Regions from separate parts of the Mus musculus genome. Here all the other regions are linked to region 1. A link is a contact called in public Hi-C and HiChIP or PLAC-seq data. All regions are on one chromosome and are shown on one strand. The core of a region is the stretch at or near the end of the contact, and the rest is flanking DNA. Distances in the headings are between cores, read along the strand shown. Region 1 has its middle 24 kb from the start of 1810024B03Rik. Region 2 has its middle 20 kb from the start of Gm46762. Region 3 holds the start of Gpat2 (glycerol-3-phosphate acyltransferase 2, mitochondrial).

Region 1 (4,582 bases), core at 137-2,636:
ATTCATAGGATAATCAAAAGGGATCCTGGAATAAATAACCAAATTCATATGTAATAAAAAAAACCCAGGCTTTTGATCTGTATATGATGAGCTAGCAGGAAGATACTGCAGTACTTTTTAAAGTGTTTTTTCTGTAATGAGAGCTGAGCTATCTGGATATCTCTGGAAAGCAAACACAGCTCTTCAAGATTTTTTCCTAACATTCTAATGTCTGAGGTTAGAAATTCCAAGAATTACTTAGAGAGGTGACAGAGCTCTGTTAAAATGTTTTCTAGCAGTTATCCAGAGAAGGCTATGTGAAGAGTGAACACAGCAGATTTTTTTTTCCTTTCTGATTTTGATAACCCAAGAATTACTTTTAGAATTTTTCTAACAGTATTTTTGACTTGATTGGAAAAGCCAAGAATTTTTTAGATCAGTTTTTCTGACTTTGGTGAGAAAACTGAGGAGCTATCCAGAGAGCGTTTAGAATTTTTACTAGCAGAGAGAGCTGTCTCACGCAGAAAGCTAGCTGTCTCAACCACAGAGGTTTTAGAATAGAAAGTAAAATCAGTCTAGAGCACACAGACACAGAGAAAGCAGTCTGGGAAGCCATCTCATCTGGAATGCTATCTCAGCAGAACATAAGCCAGCAGCTTGGACCCATGATTTGAGTTCAAGTTGCTTGTTTCCCTGTTGCTCTCAAACACCCCTTCTCTTAGGAACCCAGACCTAGGTGAGGTTGGTCCTCTGCATTAGTGTTCTCTGTTCTTTCTGTACATTGATACATTTTTGTATCTATATATTTTGATACATTTATTGGTTAGATCACAGATAATGATTAACAAAGAGCTCCTTAGCCATCTACTTTTACAGCGTCATTTACTGGATGGTTAGCTAAGATTTTGTAATAGAAGATGAACATTCTAGAGGTATTTCTGTCCAATACTTTTATAATTTACGTATGTTTCTGCATGACTTTGAGCTAAGAATGCCCTTAAAAATCTCTGCTTTTACCTTGTGATCAAGTTCAGAAGAGGATTTAACATAGCATGCATAGGGGTAGGCAAACCTATATGTGAACTTATCAACATTCCCTAAGTAAAGTCTCAATGATTCCAAAAGGAAGAAGCGGAAGTGCCTACTGAGTGTTGTGACTGGAGCTCTGGAAAGCTCCAAATTTGCAATGTGGCCCACAGTGGAGAGAAGCGGGTAACTTAGCCAAGAGCAAATTGGAGTTGTGGGTCTTCCCCTGACCAGGGTGGGGGAAAAAGACCGGCAAGCAATTGGAAGAAAGACAAAGGTGGTACTGAAATGCAAATTTCTACAGATCCGGGAAAGGACTGGCCTCAGACTGGCAACCTGTGCCCGGAATTATTCCGCTGTGTCCCTTCAGCACACTCTAATCCAATGGGTGGTGTGTATGTCACTCCAGATTCACTAGCCAATTAGGACATCCAGACGGATCTGCCACCCAAAAGAGAAGGCGGGCTCTTCCGGGTGCGATCTTGCAAGTTCCTCTTTTAAATTTAGCTAGCAGTCTTGAATGTTTCTGCTTGATGTGTTCTGTGTGCCGCTCCTGGGTGCGGGGAGCTCAGGCAAGCCCAGAAGTTCCGACACGTTAAGTGCAGGGCAGTCTCCCACAAAGGGAGGAGCAGGCGGCTGAGCCCAGGGGGCTCTGTGGTAAACAGCAGCCTGACAGAAGCTGTTACTTGTGAGGTTCCCCTGTGGTCCTTCTCTCTCCCTGGGCCCGGCTGTGGGCTCGGAATAATCTCACTAGGGTGGCTGCATCTACACAAAGCATTTGGGGAAAGGGCTTCTGTGTAGAAATACCCTTGGCAGGATGCCAAACTTGGAGAGCCCTTGTTTCTATAGTTTCTTCTGTAAGTTTTGGCCTTAGCATTTAGGCATTTTATAGCTAGGTATAAGTCCCATTTCGAGTTAATTTTGTGGAGCCTGTAAAAGGCATCTCGTGTGTCGGATAGCACTCAAATATTAAGCTGTGATGTAGAAGAGTAAAATTGATGTAAAGGATCGACTAATGCTTGTAGTGGCGGCAAGTCGAATGTAGGTGAGGGAGGACTGCCCCTAAAACTCCACACAGGTATGTGCTATGCTAAAAAGGCCGATTGGAGAATAGGATGCTAGAATACATGTGGTAGTTTACCGGGATTGTCCAGACATTTGTCCACAAACCATAAGGTAGGAGACAACTCTGCTTTACAATCATGAATTAGCCCCATCCTGACTTCAAAGAGCAGGTCTCTAACAAGTGGCTCCAAGGGGCAATATAGGGCCACAACCAACTTTAAGGCCTGGTGTGCCATAAAGGTCTGGTTTTCTTCTTGAGAAAAGCATCGTTTTGTCACATGGGCAAGACTACAGCTGGTGATAACTCTTTGAAAAGGAAAAACACTGTTTGGTGAGGACTGGCCTGGTCAAGCAAGGCATAGAACAGCTCCTTCTAGGTCTCCAGAGCCAATGCCAACCTGGGGCTCAGGCTTGGGAGCTTCCCCTAAGGCCCTGAAGTGCTGGGAATAAAATAGAGCTCCTTCTCTAAAGCAAGGACGGTGCTTGGGAGAGCGGGTGGAGGTCTGGGGCCAGGGCCTTCGGGGATGGCTTGCTTCAGACCCTGAGATCCCACCACATGCGGCTATGGTTATCAGTCCCGAGTCCAGTGTGGGCTTGGTCAGGAACGTTTTTGAGAGATTCTCTCTTCCTGTTTTTCCAGCTTTCTTTTATTAGCTCCTTCCTGTGGTTTTCTCACTGTATAGTAGTTTGTGCTGACTTCATAGAAGTCTCCTATCTTGTTCCATTTTCCCCCTGTAAGAAGTATACAAGATGCTGTTCTCCAGAAGCCTGTGTGGCATAGACAGCCTATCCAAGACACCCCCATCACAATTTTGATACTTTCTTCTATTTATTTATTTATTTATTTATTTATCCAGGCAGGGTTTCTCTGTGTAGCCCTGGCTGTCCTGGAACAAACTCTGTAGATCAGGCTGGCCTTGAACTCAGAAATCTGTCTACCTCTGCCTCTGCCTCCCAAGTACTCAGATTAAAGGCGTTTGCCACCACTGCTTTCTTCTACTTTTCCAACCTTCTCATCTTCCGGCACCTCAAACTCAGGACCCCATCACCAAAGAGTGGCCTGCTGTTTCAATGCACTGGTATACTTAAAAATAATTCTGGTTATATCTTTTCTGTGTAAATCTCCCATCTGTGGGACTTGCAGTCTCCAGTCCATATTTAAATTGTTTAACCTGGGGCCTGAACCTAAGAGAGACTTACATGAGACAGCATATGTGGAATGTAAAATCTGTTCTTGGCTGTCTCTTCTCTAAGCATTAGCCAGAGCTGAATGCATGCTGTCATTAAAGAGATTTTTCTTAATTAATCTTGTAATCACTTAGGAGCGATTTCTTCTGGGGAAGGTGCAAAAATTCTAGGAGAGCTGCATCTTCTTCCCTGTACTAGAACTGTTTCTAAGAGAAGCTATGTTGACTCAGGCACCTTTGATCCCAGTCTCATGCTCCCCGGGCAATAACCTTGTTTTCCTATGGATGAAAATTCTTAAAATATTGAGATAAAGGATTGTACCACACCAGTGTTTTAAAATTCCTCATTTGAGTCATGTAATGAACTGTTCACTTCAGTAACAGGTGAAGGGTTTTGCCTGTGGAGCATGCCTTCTGCCTTCAGACCAGAGTAGGAGGAGCAGCTTACTGTGTATGCTCTTAGACGAAACAGGATAGCCAATAGCTAGACCACAGACTAAAGTTCAAAGGAGTCAGCTGCGGGCATCACCGTTATGAAGAAGGACTTAATTCACACAGGGTGAATGTCTTTGTAATTTTCCAGCATGTATTAATTTATGCATATTGGTTGTGGTGGCTATTCCTGGTAGTCAACTTGACTATACCTGGAATGAACTGCAATCCAGAAATTGAGGGCACACCTGTGATCCAGATCTTGCGGCTTCTGACTTGGATGTTGACATGGGATGACACAAGCTTTTTTGTGTGTGTGACGGGGAGAGTGGTTCGAGACAGGATTTCTCTGTAGCCCTGGCTGTCCTGGAACTCACTCTGTAGACCAGACTGGCTTGGAACTCAGAAATCCATCTGCCTCTGCCTTCCAAATGCTGGGATTAAAGGCATGTGCCACCACTGCAAGGCTGACACAAGCTTTTGATCCAGATCTTGTTTTGTTTTGTTTTGTTTTTTGAGACAGAGTTTCTCTGTGTAGCCCTGACTGTCCTGGAACTCACTTTGTAGACCAGGCTGGTCTCGAACTCAGAAATCTGCCTGCCTCTGCCTCCTGAGTGCTGGGATTAAAGGCGTGTGCCACCACTGCCCGGCTTGATCCCGATCTTGAGATTTAGGGACCATGCAAAGCTTGGATCCAGACAAGGTCATACACACCTTTAGTCCCAGGAGACAGAGGGAAACGATCTCTGAGTTCAAGACCAGCCAGGGTTACAGCAAGTTTCAAATCTGGGCAAAGTGGTACACACCTATAATCTGGGTCACACCTTCTGCTGGAGGCCTACATAAGGACTATGGAAGAAGGAAGGCCTCCTCCTCCTCTTCCTCCTCCTCCT
Region 2 (4,405 bases), core at 578-3,077, 130 kb after region 1:
TCTACACTCATACCAGAAATATTTTCCTGCCAACTCCACACCATTCATTACCTTTCCGTTGTTGTTTTTGTATGAAGTGGTGTCTCACTATGGTTTTGGTTTGCACTTTCCTGATGCTTCATGACGGCAGTTGTCTGCTTTTCTGTACCTCCTTTAAGGGGCTGCCTCTCCACAGCCTTTGCCCATCTTCAGACTGTCGCTTCCTTGTCAAGCGGTATATTGATATATCTTGAGTGAAAGTCCTTTGCATGCATGTGTGTTTATAATACTCTTTTTGTCTGTGACTTGACTTTTTAGTTTTTATGATCTTTTCCAAAAACCAGAAGACTTCAATTTTGAGGGAAACCAATTTATCAACTTTTACTTTTATGTTGTGTTTTTGTGTCCTAAGAAACTTTTGTCTAAGGACTGAAGATGGATCGATCAGTGGTTAAGAGTATTTACTACTCTTCCAGAAGACTTCAGTTAGGGTCTCATCACTCATGCAAGGGAGCTTACAACCTCCAGTTGCCAGGAGACCCACCACCCTCTTCTGGTCTCCTAGGGTACTCATATGGTGTGTGTGTATAATTTAATGTACAAATAAAAGTATTTGAAAAATCTAGCCGAGTGTGGTGCAACATGTTTTTAATCCCAGCACTTGGGAGGCAGAGGCAGATGGATACTTCTGAGTTCAAGACCAGCCTGGTCTACAAAGTGAATTCAGAACAGCCAAGGCTGTAGAGTGAGACCCTGTCTCAGAACAAACAATGGAAAAAGTACTTTTTTTTTGATGGCCCTTTAGTTAATTTAGAGTTTCACATGTCTTCTTACCTTGGGTGGACACAATGACCTTGGCCATGTGCTCATGGCTTGCGCTCACCAATATGATTGACTTACTCACATGTTTCTGTCAGCTACACAGACCAGAACACTGTTCACTTAGCAAGGAGATCTGAGACCATCAACCTCAGCCATACTCAAAACAGGCCTGACTACAGTCGGGGGGGGCAGCTTCTCCTACTCTGCCCTGGAAGGAGAGAAGCCGAGGAGAAGAGAGCTAAGGGCAGTGAGAGAGGTTGGTGGAATCAGCCAGGGGAGACAGGGAAGAGGAGGAGCGAACCTCCTGCTGCCTGAGGAGGGCAGCAGACACTCCCAGGGTCCTGCCAGGCCTGCTGGGAAAGTATCAGGCCTTTGTTCCCAGTCATTTCCCATCTCTTCCTGTCTCTTTGAACTGAGTCAAAGGGCTGGTGTGAGGGAAGTGGCCCCACAGTGGCCTATGGATGGATTTCTGGGAATTATAGAAAATAGCGGATGTTGTATAGTAGAGGCAGGAAGAAGCAGATTTGGAGGCTCTTGTCCTCTGGCCTCAAAGGCCTCTCTGGTCCATCCTGTGGATTCTCTTGGTCTGGCTCACACCAAGAGGCCACCGCTGCGGGACTCCTGTAGCCCAAGGGAGCTTCAGCCTGCTAAAAGATCCTGCTTGAAGCCATACAGTGTGTTAGTGTCCATTAGCTTCCAGCCTGTATCTTCAGCCTTCACCTAATTCTTACCCTCCTCACTCTCACCCTCACCGACGACCTATGAGGAGGCTACCCCAAGTGGCCACACTAGACACATTTGAGACTGTCACCTCAGCAGTAAATTCCTCAAGCCACCAAGAAGCTTAAAACCAAGAGATCTGTGGCCTGCCTTTACCTCAGAAAAGCCACGTGAAAACCCAGGAGGCAGGGTGGGGGCCCAGGGCGTGGGGCCCAGTTTTGTCAGAGGGTCGGAAACAGGATGTGAGCAGAGAGGGGGGTGTGAAAAATAAGGTGGCTTCCAGCAGAAGGGGCCACTTGGCACTGTGTGTTCTTAGCTGTGGAAAAAGACCCTGGGCTGTGTGGGTGTCATCACATCCTGCTGATAACCAGCCCCCCCCCCAGCCTTGCTTGGCTCCCTTTCAGAGCATGGTCTGACCCCTGGGCTTGGGGCAGGGGAGAGGGTGTCTGTTGAAAGAAGGACGGGATGTGACCTTTCAGAGGGTTGAGATTAACTAGTGTTCCTGACTCCCCAGGGAAGCCTGGTATTCAAGGTGAACCTGAACATAAACCGAGGCAGGCAGAGTGGGCTGTCCATCCATCCAATGAATGGAAAAACAGTGACATCCAGGCACTAGCTGGTGTGACAAAGCAGAACTGCCAAGGCCTACTCCCCGATGTCAGGGAGCCCTGGTGGGTGGACATAGAATAAAGCCTAAAAGGGGCAGAACCTAGGCTCTGGGTGGCTCAGGGACAAGCCTTTGATTCAGCCTGGGCATCTGCAAAGGCTTCTGGGAAGAAGTAAGGCCTAAGAGGAGTCTCAGAGGATGGGCAGGTGTGTGTACAAGTGTGTGTGCATGTGTGCATGAGTACATGTGCTTGTGTATGTGCATGTAAGTGTGTGTGAGTCTGTATGTTTGTGTCTGTGTATATGTGAAGGTGAGGGGATGTTGTGAGCCTACAGTGTGTCACCAAGGCCTTCTGCCCGCAAGAGCCCACTCCTTTGACTTACATGGGGTTTTTCTGGCACAGCTTTCTAACCTGGCTTCTCTACTCAGCTGAGGGGTTGAGTCCCTGAAAGTCCCTATAGCTCCCCAAATCACCATCAGCCATCTGATGGACCAAGGCTTCTCACTTGGCTTAACACCAGACTCTCCCATCAGAAACCCATTCCTATTCAGTTTCATATAGAATCTAGACCTTTCTCTTTTATTATTTATATTTGAGACAACATTGTACACTAAGACCTTTTTTTTTTCTTTCTTTCCTGAGACAGGTTTCACTGTGTAGCCTTGTTATTCTGGAACTCATTACATAGACCAGGCTGGCCTCGATCGAACCTGCCTCTGCGAGCGGGGATTAAAGGCACAAGCTACCACTGCCCAGCTATGACCCTAGTTTTGAAGCATCCTTTTTCCAGCTTGGCTTGGGTTTTCTTTTAGATCAGTGGTCTGAGTGACCGTCCTCTGAACCAAACAACCACTATCCTGGGGAGTCCAACTGTGCCTTCTTACAAAATGATTGTCCCTCATGGAGAGATCATGAAACCTCCCTCAGAGTATCCAGTTGCTCCCTACTACCTGTTACATATGCAACTCTGTCTTAATTGATGTGGCCTCTGAGAGGAACTAGAGTATATGGGGAGCGAAGTCCTCATCCCTGCTGGGTAAAGCCTTTCCAGGTAGGGTGGGAGTAGGGGGCAGGGAGTGGGACACACCCTTGTAAGCAGCCCCTCATCTATGGCTTATAAGGAAGTCCATTAAACTCATTGCTTCTCCAGAGTGAACTTTGGTGAGATGGTGCCTCAGTCTGGTTTTGAGACCTTAGGAGAAGGGGTTAGACATTGTATATGTTTCTTTCAGGGAAGGAATTTTAGGAATACGTAGGTATAAAGTCAACATGATGATGATAATGCATTAGTATGGGGCATGTGCATACAAGTTCTCCCACACTTGTGGCTGTCAGAAGTCAATTTGGTGGCACTGGTTCTATCCTTCCACCATGTGGGTTCCTGGGGTAGCTTTCAGGCCCTCAGTCTTGGCAGAAAGACTGAGCCACCTCGCCCTCTCTCATTATCTTCTCAAATAGAGCCTTTCAAGGACAATAAAAATCATTTTTCATTTCCCCTGACAGAGACCATGCTAAGTTGGAAGTCTTCATACGAGTCTCTGCCTTTACACCACTGGTGTTCCAACAGTGTCTTCAGAACACTCCTAGCAGAGGGCCCTGTTCTCTCATCTACCTGCTTTGCCCAGTGTGCTGGCCGTGTGCCTGCCATCCTAACGGGTGACATACTCTTCTCATTCAGTGGGTACACTGACATTCTTTCACACCTCAGCCTGTAACCTCCCCACTCCTGGGAACACAGTATGCTTGATTCTTCTTCACTTTATTGATGATCAGTTCGTTGATTTTGAAATAGCTCACATCTTTACTTTCCTAGTTTACACCTTCTTTCTTCTCTTTAGTTCATATAGCTCCCAAAGTTTGGAGCTATCCTGAGCATTCAGAACCTTAGGAAGTTGACAGAGCCTTTGAAGGCTATAGGAAGGCTCTTTCCTTCCTAGTCAGTAATGATGGAAGCCATTTCCACCACACCCTCCTGGCTCAGAATGGCCTCAAAGGTGTTTACTATATGCCAGGCATTGTCCAAAAGTGCTGGAAACTTTTAACATGAACAGTGATTTAAAACCTGCCCTCCTATCCATACCAGGCCCAGGCTCTCTTCCCTTCCTGCTGCCTTCGGATCAGGATGTAAAGCTCTGAACTACTGCACCAGCTCCATGTCTGCCTGCATGCTGCCAGGGACCCTGCTATGATGATAATGGACTAAGCTTCTTTAGTTTTTAAGACCAAGACACTGGACAGGAAACAATCCCCTTTGACCTCAGCAGCTCTGTTTACTC
Region 3 (4,453 bases), core at 159-2,658, 240 kb after region 1:
TGGCTATACCCTCAAGGGGAATGTCGGTGGAGGAGAGGTAGAGGTTAGGAATAAGAGCCAGCTCTTGGGACCCATGGCCTCACAGGTTCTGAAACTGGAGGTCAGTGGGCTGTCACGTGGGCTGGGGGTACAGGGAATACCTCCCCCCAATTTATTTTATATTGCACTAACCTTTTAAAGTTGTTATTTTTAAAACATTTGTTTGTGTGTGGGTATGTGCACATGAGTGTAGTTACCTGAGGAGACCAGGAGAGGGTGCTAGATCCCTGAAGTTGGAGTTACAGGCAGCTGTGAGCCACCTGATGTAGTTGTTGGACCCTGAACTCAGGTCCTCTGGAAGAGCAATATGAACTCCTATCTGCTGAGTCACTTTCCCGGTCCTGTGGAGACCTTTCAGGGCTGGTCTCTTGGTGGCTTGCTGCAACAGTGAAATGATGAAGGAACCCATATGTCCTTTGTTCCTAGAGTGCTCAGAGCCGATTACCTAAATGACCCCACTCTCATCTTTATACACTTTGCCTGTTGATGTAACCAAACAGCTGACCAAAAGCCACTCTAGGAAAGAAGGGCTTGTTGTGGTTCACAGTTTGAGGGCACTGGACATCTTGGCTGGGAAAGCATGGCAGAGGACCATGAGGCTGCTGACCACATCATAGCTTGGCAGGAAGCAGAAAACAGATAAGTGCTGGTGCTCAGCTCAGGTTCTCCTTTAAAAAAACACACGTCTTTATTTTGTGTATACAAGTGAGGAGGTCAAAGGATAGCTTGGGGTAATTGGTTCTCACCTTCTGCTATGGGTCTTTAGTTCCCGGGACTCGTGAGGGACCACTGCGCTCTTGTTAACTCCAATTCCAGATCCAAGCCCTCTTCTGACCACACATGTGCATACCCCCACAAAGCCACACATGCACATATATAGATCACACACACACACACACACACACACACACACACGTAATTTATTTTGAGACAGAGTCTCACTATGTAGTTCTGGGTGACCTGGAACTTGCTATGTAGATCAGGCTAGACTCGAACTCACAAAGATCCATCCGCCTTTGCCTCTCGTGTGCTGGGATGAGAGGTGTACACTATCCTCCCCACATCCTTTTTAAGACTCCCCTCCTTGGGTCCTTTGCATTCCACACTTCCAGATTAGGACAAGCAGGTTCCTAAGCCAGAATGTCCTCTCCCCAACAAACTCTCAACACTTGCAGCGAGTTGTGGGTGATGGGCGTGGAGGGAGCAGTGATCATGTGGTACAGGCAGCAAGTCCAGCAGAGCATATAGGGTGTCAAGGGATGGGGCTTCGAGCCTAGAGCGCGTTCTGATTGGCTGGCCCCTCAGCTGCTGAGGCGCATGCGCAGAGCCCAGTTTCCGGCTTCGTCGGCTCAGTCACACGGCTGTTTGGCGGGAGTTGGCGGCTGGTGTGAGGTGAGCTTCCTGAGACTCGTGTGCCGGATTGGACCAGGCTGGGTTGGGCTGGGCTGGGCTTGGCTTTGGGTCAGGCAGGGACTGATGTGGAACTCGGGCTGGTGGGCGTGTCTCACAGACAAACAGTCAGAGGCAAGCTGGTGGCCCTGGAGAGCCCCACTTTGCCCTTTGCTTGGCTTGTGGCACCTGAGACTCAGAGAGCAGGCAAGGATGGACTTCCGGTGCCGCCTCGGAGACAGGCCCTGCCCTCCATCTTGGTTTTGGCGAGAACCTTCCTTGCAGGCGTAGGGGTATTTGCTGCAGCTGAGAACTTTTTAAAGTTAAGTTCTGTGATGGTTAGTAGGGCAGGAACATTGGGGATGTGTGTGTTGCATTTTAGCCTTTGGTGAAGAGCTACATAAGAGCCAGGCACCAAGTGCCACCTGTGTAGTGCGGGTGGGAGGACTCAGAGTGGAAGGGACGTGGCTTCTGGGCGCCCCCGAGCCGAGGCCCTGTTGGGTATCTGCTCAGATACCACATCTCAAAGTTATTTTTACAGCAGCAGCTGGAAACCCCCGCTCTTTATATAACAAGCTCTCTGCTTTTAAACGTTGGCCTTAATTCCTAATGTTTAAGCACGTCATATAGTCAGCGAGAAGATGCCTGTGAACTGTACTGGCCCTCGGGGAAGAGTGTGCATCTACACAGACTGCCAGTGGCCCTCACTTAGGGATCTTGCTTGCCAGATGTGTCTGTAATAGTGGTGTTTGAGAAACAGAGGGAGGAGGATGGAGAATTCAAAGCTGGTCGGGGCAAAATAGCAAGACAGTGTCTTAAAAAGCGTGAGTGAGCTGTCCCCAACTGACCTGGATTTCATGAGCTAGGTAGTTGGCTTAATTGGCTCATGAGAATGCTCCATGCCTTGTCTTTTAATCTGTTATTTTAGGGCCAGCATTGGTCGGTGGGGTTAGATTTTGAGGTTAGGAGTCTCAAGCTGAGGAGTGTCAAACGTCTTCCTTGCAAAGGAGGCAGGCCTCCTTACATTGCAGCCTTGACCTTGGGCTTCTCTGTGCTTAGGGTCTGAATGGGGCTGTGAGAACATTTTTTAAAGTAGGGGATGCATCTGAAATGAGATCTCCAGGGCCTGTGTATACATCAATCAGGATCCGGTTACTGCTTGGCTTCATGGTGCTAAATAGCACCAAGGGGCAGAGGAGGAGCACCAGAGGAACCCTGGAAACTAAGCCACAGGCATCTGGCTCTCCTGGGCCCTTTCCATACCACTTAATTGCTGGGTCTACACATGAATTATTTGCAATTCTTACCCTCAGGACGACTTTCAGATGATGTGAGGGAAGTGAGATGGGAACCCCGAGGGCTCCACAAGGCTGCTTTTCTGGCTGCCTTGGGCCCTGGAACTCATGGAGAAAGAAGAATCTAGATGTATCATGAACTAACAATTTGTGGTCTCAAAACTCAAAAAGGCACTCTCAGGCTAGCGTGCAGTTAATGTGATTGAGTTGGGGAATAAAAAGAATATAAATAATTAGGCCAGTCTGTTCACCATGGACATGGTGGAAGATCAGGGTAGGGGACCCTTTTGGGCAGGAGTCTCTCTTCCACAGAAGCATAATGGATCCGAGGTTCTGCAAGAGGGCTGCTCAGCAGGACTTAGGTTTATGGAGAGAGTATCCTTTTCCTTGTATCCTCTTCTTGCTGGTATAATCCAGCCCAGCCTAGGCTTTTCCTTCTACACGGAGAGCCTTACGTTGCCATTACAATCACAGTTGCTGTTAGAACACATTGGGGCATGTGGATGGAAGATAGCCACTCATGTTGCCTGAGGGAGCCCCTGACTTTTCAAGTACAGCTCACTTCCTGGAGGGACCACTTGGGTCAGTGACAGGGATTTGATCAGACTGCCTCCAGTCTCCTGGCAATTGTCCTCATTGCTGATGGCTTAAGTGTTGTCTGTCTTGGGGTAGACTCTGGCATCACCCCACAAAACCTTGGATTATGGATCAGATTCCATTCTTTTAGTTTTTTTTCTAGGTCAGGTCTGTGTGGAGAGAGACACAGTGCTTGATTCACTGATCTTACAGACCTTCATGGATACCATGTTGAAATCCAACCCCCAAACCCAGCAGAGGAGTAACCACAATGGTCAAGAGGTAGTGTGGAATTCTTACACCCTTGCCCTCCCACTTGCCCTCTGTGACCTCCACTCCAGATGTGCTCCTCATTCTGTCAAAGACCCTGAGTTCGATCACCTCTCTTGTGGCCCTTTTCCAGACCAGCCTTTGGTCCTCAAGCTTTGGGATGAAGATGGAGGCCATCACTCCATTCCTGGGAAAGTATCGCCCCTTTATGGGCCGCTGCTGCCAGACCTGTACTCCTAAGAGCTGGGTAAGTGATGGTAGGGATGGGCCTCCCTTGGAAATCTTAGGCTGGCTTGGTCCTGGGAGTGAGGATCCTGGGCAGCTGCCTCCCTCTCGTCTTCCCAAGCCTCATCTTTCACTGCTGCATGCCTTTGCCTGTTAGAGGAATGGATATAGTGGGGTCTGTTGTTGGGATGGGGCTTAGGAGAGTTGGGTAGGAGGCCTCAGGAGAGCTAGGCTATGCCCACAAGGCTGGAATATAACTGACTCTGTTCAGTTTGGGAACAGTGCCCACTCAGACTCCCATAGCACTCAGCATCTCTTGCATGTCTGTATCATATGCTGGTACCAAGAAGGCTCAGCATTCTAATGGAGATTCAAGATGCACATTTTCTTCTCCAGATGAGGTAATACCCCTACTCAGGGCCTTAATGTGCTTAGCTCTAAGAGGGCAACTCCACACAAGGGGACAGTGGTGTCATTTTAAGCATGGAGCCCTTTTCTTTCTGAGCCAACATTATGATCTGGGGTAGACAGCTCATGGGAAATGTACTCTATACCTTCTTCTGGTATACTCAAAAGGCCACCAGGCAGAGGCTAGATGGATAGGGTACAGATGTGACTTGCAAAAGCACCCTAGGACATGCTGTCCTTCCCTCTTGGAC

What was found. HiChIP or PLAC-seq counts read pairs in DNA pulled down with a chosen protein or histone mark. Hi-C and Micro-C count contacts between places; a contact is called where the count stands out from the background.
Region 2: a CTCF HiChIP or PLAC-seq map of CD8 T cells shows a contact between it and region 1, with 6 read pairs. The contact joins two enhancer-like sites. A contact is called at or near these places in 1 of 15 datasets of contacts at CTCF or cohesin (CD8 T cells) and 1 of 115 datasets of contacts at active chromatin or transcription factors (embryonic stem cells).
Region 3: a Hi-C map of nephron progenitors shows a contact between it and region 1, with 4 times the contacts expected there. The contact joins the promoter of Gpat2 here to the enhancer-like site in region 1. A contact is called at or near these places in 1 of 39 promoter capture datasets (the HPC-7 cell line) and 3 of 484 Hi-C or Micro-C datasets (embryonic stem cells, large pre-B cells and nephron progenitors).

Annotation. Positions count from the first base shown.
Region 1 is chr2:127,181,540-127,186,121 of GRCm38.p6, forward strand. No RefSeq gene overlaps it. Among named protein-coding and RNA genes, the nearest start is that of 1810024B03Rik, 24 kb to the right of the region's middle. Within about 2 kb of position 1,387, at least 362 of the 459 cell types and tissues checked have an H3K27ac peak or open chromatin away from gene starts, as enhancers often do. A contact at or near this core is called in CD8 T cells, the HPC-7 cell line, embryonic stem cells and 1 more, where this site is marked.
Region 2 is chr2:127,312,899-127,317,303 of GRCm38.p6, forward strand. No RefSeq gene overlaps it. Among named protein-coding and RNA genes, the nearest start is that of Gm46762, 20 kb to the right of the region's middle. Within about 2 kb of position 1,828, at least 79 of the 459 cell types and tissues checked have an H3K27ac peak or open chromatin away from gene starts, as enhancers often do. A contact at or near this core is called in CD8 T cells, where this site is marked.
Region 3 is chr2:127,423,791-127,428,243 of GRCm38.p6, forward strand. It overlaps Gpat2 (glycerol-3-phosphate acyltransferase 2, mitochondrial), which reads left to right and starts at 1,409. Exons shown (of 22, transcript NM_001081089.2): 1 at 1,409-1,431; 2 at 3,451-3,581; 3 at 3,703-3,816. The coding sequence starts at 3,519.